Linked DNA regions of Sus scrofa: region 2 is linked to region 1. The links are chromatin contacts, called in public Hi-C maps. All regions are on one chromosome and are shown on one strand. The core of a region is the stretch at or near the end of the contact, and the rest is flanking DNA. Distances in the headings are between cores, read along the strand shown.

Region 1 (2,950 bases), core at 168-2,667:
TGTTTATAATGTTATATATTCAATGCCTACCAGGCACAGGTCACACACAATGCTGGGGTTTCCCACATCCTTAATATCTGTACAGCAATATTCTCATCCGTCCTGTTTCATAGATAAGAAAACGAAGGCTCCCACAGCTGAATCTGTTCAACGTTTTGGGAGCCTTCCGTTCCAAGGCATCAGAGATGGGGCTAAGGGAACTTTTAGGGTAATATCATTTAGTCCAGTGGTGGTTCTCACATGTGTAAGCGCGCGCGCGCGCGTGTGTGTGTGTGTGTGTGTGTGTGTGAGATACTTTCAGCAACATCTGAAGATATTTTTGATCTTCACAACTAGGGGACATGGATGCTGCTGGCGTCTCGTGGGTAGAGGCCAGGGATGCTACTCAGCATCCTACCATACACAGAACAGCCCTCCCCCACAAACCAAAAATGATCAGATCCCAAATGTCAGTAGCGCCAAGGTTGAAAACCCTTGAATCCTCCTCCCCATCGTCCCACTTCTGGACATTGGTTCTCAGGATTCCACAGGAATACTTTCAGTAAAGGGGAGGGGGCTCTGTTCCTCCAGGGGCAGGGCCTGCAGAAGTTCTTCCCCACATGCCCTACAAACAGTAGGTATTAGAACCCATTTTAATAAGCCTAGCAGCGGAGGACGCCGGAAAAGGAAGAACATCCATCCTCCATTGTTCAACTGCGTGCAGTTTATGTTTTACACACACACACAATTTTACAAACCCAAACGTCCCACGCCTCAAAAACAGCTTTGTTAGAGATGGCGTCCATAAATATATATTTTTCTTCGACCCTCATACATAGTGAAGGGTTTGCACACTTCTAAAAGGACCTCAGATCGGCCGCGGTCCTCTGACAACGACCACAAAAGAATGTATAGGATTTCCCCGGGGAGCGTGCCCGTGGGCCGTGACCTCTGCGCGCTGAAGGCGCTCACCCGACTCCCTCGTCTCTGGCTTCGCTCTCCCGCCCCCGGATAGCCGGCTTGCAAGACTACCCCGGCCCGGCCGTGGAGCCCGGCCGCCAGGCGCGTGCCCACGCCGCGTCCCCCTCTTTCGGCCCTCGCGGCGGCCAAGGAATCCGGCCCGGGGCCTGTCGCCGGCGCCCACAGCGGCCGGCCCTCGCCAGCTCGCCGAGGCCCGTGCGCGTCCCCTCCCAGCCCCGCGCGGCCTGGGCCTCGGCCGGTGCAGGCCCGCGAGCGCCCGCGGCCCGGCCAGGCGAGCTCAGGCCTGCCGCGGCCTACCCCGTCGAGCGCCGCCGAAGGCCCCCGCCTCACCTGGACGCGGGCGGGATGGCCCGGGGCTGCTCCGGGTCGGGCGGGCGGCGGCGGCGCGGCGCTAACGGCTCCGCTCGGCCTCGGTAGCGGTGGCGGCAGCGGCGGCGACGGCGACGGCGGCGGCGGCTCCTCCTCAGCGCGCACGACCCGCTCCGGCCCGCGGCCCGGACACGCCCCCCCGACGCGCGCACCCATTGGCCAGCGTCCGCCACTGCGCGCTTCTCGTTGGCCGGCGTTGCTGTCGCGGCGCCCCGGGGCGCGCGGCGGAGGCGGGACTTCCGGCTGGCGCCGCCTGAGAAGGGCTCGGCGGCAGGCAGAGACGCGGGTGGCCGGCGATGGCCGCGGAGGGGGCCAGTTGGGGCTTGGCCCACGGCGGCCGACGGAAGGCGGTGACCGAAGAGCCGCGCCCTTTATCGGGGGCATTTTGTGTGTCTCGAGCCTATGTGTCCCACCGCCGCCGCGGCCACCGTTACCACCCTACAAGGTAGGAGCGGTCAGTGCACCAGGACTGTAAAGGCAGGACTCGGGTTCGAATCCTGGCCCCAGCGTTTCCGCACTACGTACCCTTGGGCAGGGGCTGACGTCACCTCGGCGGGCCTCAGTTTCCTTATCTGGTGTAATGAGTAGGCGGGGCATGGGATGCCGTCAGCGTTCCATCAGTGTTGCTTATCAGAGCTAGCAGTTTACCCCGATGCTCAGCCTAACACCCATTCATTAAAATTTAATTGAGTGCCTACTACGTGCCAGTCAATGTGTGCACAGTGAACTAGCCAAAATACCTGCCTCTATTTGGTTGACATTCTAGGCTGGCTCTGTCCAAGAGCGGTATAAGCGTACCACAAATGTTAGCCACATGAGTAATTTAACGTTTCTTATAGCCATGCTAGAGGGGGAAAAATAAAAAGAAACAGGAGATGTTAATTTTAATGATGTGTTTTATTGAACCCAATTTATGTCCAAAAAGCTGTTTCAACATGTAACCAATATAAAAAGTTCTGAGATCTTTTTATGTTTTTTTTTTTTTTTCCTTCTTTACGTGCTTTTGAAATCTGGTGTTTTTTTACACTCACAGCGCTTCTGAAGTTGGACTGGCTACGTTTCAAGGGCTCAACAGCGCAGTTGCCAGTGACTACTGTATGAGACCGTGCAGTGCTAGATGAGGAGGCAGAAAAGAAATCAAGTGGATTCCACACACAGTGGTGAAAAGTGGTAAGAGGAAAAGTAAATTGGACAGAGGGCATAGGTGAGGAATGTGGGGATTTCAGTTTGAAAGAGGACTGTTAGGAAGATTGAGACAATAGGATCTGCAGAAGGACCAGAAAGAGTCAAGAACACTGAAAAAATAATCATAGTGTAGTATAGTGTCATGTTTATCCAACAGAACTTTCTCCCATCATGGGCATGCCTTTTAATCAGCAGTGTCTCATTTAATAATCACCAGCTCCATGTGGCTTTTGGGCAGTTGACATGTGGCTGGTGGCACATGGTACTGAAGAACTGAGGGGTGTTGTTGTTGTTGTTTGCTTTTTAGGACCGCACCCATGGCATATGGAAGTTCCCAGGCTAGGGGCCAAATTGGAGCTACAGCTGCCAGCCTGCACCACAGCCACAGCAACTTGGGATTCAAGCTGTGTCTTCGACCCACACCACAGCTCACGGC
Region 2 (2,950 bases), core at 304-2,803, 100 kb before region 1:
CACACAAAAACTTTAGGCAGTCAACAGATTCCCCCAGGTCCCCTAGGGAGCTGTTTATGGACATCCTAAAGATCATGGACCCCAGGTTAGGAACACCTGTTGTAGGAATTCTCTTGTGGCATAGTGGGTTAAGGATTCAGCATTGTCACTGCAGTGACAGGTTGCTGATGTGTCACAGGTTCAGTATCTCCTTCAGGGAACTTTCACACACTGCAGGTGTGGCAAAAAACAAAACAAAATAAAAAACCCAAACAAACCTGCTGTGGAGGGTACATTTTCCTGAGGACAGGCGGGGACTTGGATCTTCAAATGTTCCCTAAGTGGGAGTTCCTGTGGTGGCGCAGTGGTAACGAACCCGACTAGTATCCATTAGGACGCAGGTTCCATCCCTGGCCTCGCTCAGTGGGTTAATGGATCTGGTGTTGCTGTGGCTGTGGCATAGGCCGGCAGCTATAACTCCGATTAGACCTCTGGCCTGGGAACTTCCATATGCAGGTGCACCCTAAAAAGTCAAAAAAGAGTTCCCTCTGTGAAGCAGGGTATGCTGTTGGGTGCTTAATAAATAATACTAATTATGAGAACTATAACTCCGATCTCTTGTGTCCACTCCTCTCTAAGCCTTTGGTTTCACCAGACCAAGTACAGGCAAGTGGTGACAGACATGTGCCAGAATCAAGGGTATATGTTTTTCTGTACTGGTAGCAGAGGCAGAGAGAGCTCTGCTAACTAGAAAAAAATCAGTGGCATCCTTTGCCTAGCTTTTTTCCCTGGAGAACTGCTCTTCCTTTACCTTCCCTGTTATTCCCCTGGCTCCATAGATTTGGATCTGGTCCACCCAAAAGTTGTCACCAGAGGAGTCCTTAAAAGCCTTTAAAGCCCATCACAGTGTTCCTGTGCCGGAGCCAGCAGGGCAATGACACAGCCTGACCAACCCTGGCCTCCTGAGATCGCCACCTCCGTGGAGTCTGCAAAATGCGAGCCTCCTCCTGGCACCAGGGAGAAGAGGCAAGCTCTCCAGCGGGACCTGGGGTTCCAGATGGGGACATTTCCCCAGCACTCTTCAGATCAGTTAAAGGCACAAAGGCGCCTGGCAGACGCATCTAGCCTCAGGGCCTATTTTCTGCATTGTCCAGGATGGAGGCAGAGTGAATGAAGGAAGCCTTAAAATGTCCCACAGAAGTCTGATTTGGTACTCTCTGCCCTTGTCCTTGGCTCCCGTTGCAGAGATCAGGAGTCACGCTGCTGGATTCCCAGGGCCCCGACAGTAGCCTGAGCCTTACTCCGCCCCTCCTGCAAGCCCTCGGCCAACCCTGAGCCTGTTGAAATGGAAAGGGCTTCCCACGGCTGCCTAATTATGGTAAGGAGGCAGCAATTAAGTATAACAGGGATCCCAATGAAGTACTGTCCAAGACAAGAAAGGCGGTTCTGAGAGGGTGCGGGTGCCAGCGAGGGCCGCGCAGGGAAGGGAAAGAAGGATTAGGACACACCCCGGGCGACCACCCGGGACAGAGGCCAGGAACAGAGCCAAGGCTACGCATGCGCAGCAGCTGCCACACGCAAGACCTCCTCTCCCCCTCTGTACGCTTGCGCGCGGCTTTCTCCGCCCACCGCTCTTTGCGGAATGTGTAAGTGGGTTTCCACACAGCGCCTCTAGCCGGAGCGCACGGGAATTCGCGCGTGCGTATCACTTGGCGAGGACTTGCACGTTGCCAGCCGCGAGCTCTAGGTGGCGGCATCCCTCCGGCTAGGACGAAGCACGCAAGCGCGGAGGTTCGCACGAGGGGAGGGCGGGTGCACACCGCGGGCATGCGCCGTGCGGAGCGAGACGGCGGCTCGGCGGGGTCAACCGAGCGCAGGCGCAGTGCGGTGTTTGTCTGCCGGACTGACGGGTGGCCGGGCGGTGCGCGGTGGCGGCGGCGGGGAAGATGGCGGCGTCCTCCCTGGAGCAGAAGCTGTCCCGCCTGGAGGCAAAGCTGAAGCAGGAGAACCGCGAGGCCCGGCGGAGGATTGACCTCAACCTGGATATCAGCCCCCAGCGGCCCAGGCCCAGTAAGCAGGGCGGCGTGGGGGAGGGGGCGGGCGGGGCGGGGCGCGCGCCGCGGGAGGCCCCGCCCCCGCCGCCAGGCCCCGCCCCCGCTTCCGGGGCGCTCTTGCTCCTCCTCCTTTCCGCCCCACTCCCCGCTGTCTGCTCGCCGGGAGAGGGTCACGTTGACCCAGGGGCATGGGGTTGGCGAGCTCCCGGGCATTACTCCCCCTGTCTGGGGAGTTTCCCCTTATGGGGCCTGGGAGCCTAGCTGCCCGGCTCCAGGCGAAGACCCCCCACCTGATGACCCGTTCCCGTCACCGTGATCCTCGGAGCCTCATTCACCTATTCTAAGCCGAGCTCCTCCTACTCCCTGCTACCGTGACCACATCTAGCTCCTCCGCAAACGTGTACACAACCCTTTTCACCACCTGATTCCACTCCCGCATGTCAGTGACTGTGTCAAGAGGTCCCCTCCCCTCGTCCAGCACCTAGGTCCTTGAGTTAACACACACACCCACACCTGGCCTGGGGACACCTAAAGTCAGTTGACCACATATAATCACCGCTTGTTTCTCTGATCAGATGATTCTCCCACTTCCTCCTTGTGACTCTGTCAGTAGCTCTCTCTTTTGCACTCTGGGATCTTGTCATTAGGCTCAGCAGACCCCCTCCCACATGCAGCCTACCCCCAGTCTACACCGCCCTTCCTCATACTTCTCTGAGTGGTTTCACTGTCACCATCTTGGTGACTGTTTCCAGCTCCTCCAGAAATACACACCCAACTCACACGCGTAGTAGTTTTGTCACCTTGAATTAAGTGACTTCCTTTCCCACACCCACCCAGCCCAGGGACAGATGAGGCCACTGTCCCATGATCTCAGTGCCTGCCTCCCTGGCATCGTGTCATCTGAAATCAAGAGCTGA

What was found. A called contact is a pair of places that touch in the nucleus more often than the background predicts.
Region 2: a contact with region 1 is called in a Hi-C map of skeletal muscle, with 4 times the contacts expected there. The contact joins the promoter of MAP2K7 here to the promoter of ELAVL1 in region 1. A contact is called at or near these places in 3 of 5 promoter capture datasets (fetal liver, fetal skeletal muscle and liver), 15 of 47 Hi-C or Micro-C datasets (alveolar macrophages, blood, brain and 9 more) and 2 of 2 datasets of contacts at active chromatin or transcription factors (alveolar macrophages and skeletal muscle).

The regions. Positions count from the first base shown.
Region 1 is chr2:71,205,608-71,208,557 of Sscrofa11.1, reverse strand. ELAVL1 (ELAV like RNA binding protein 1) reads right to left here and starts at 1,417. Exons shown (of 6, transcript NM_001195334.1): 1 at 1,291-1,417. It also overlaps a transcript of CCL25 not described here.
Region 2 is chr2:71,307,035-71,309,984 of Sscrofa11.1, reverse strand. MAP2K7 (dual specificity mitogen-activated protein kinase kinase 7) reads left to right here and starts at 1,553. Exons shown (of 11, transcript XM_003123197.5): 1 at 1,553-2,049. The coding sequence starts at 1,926. It also overlaps a transcript of LRRC8E not described here.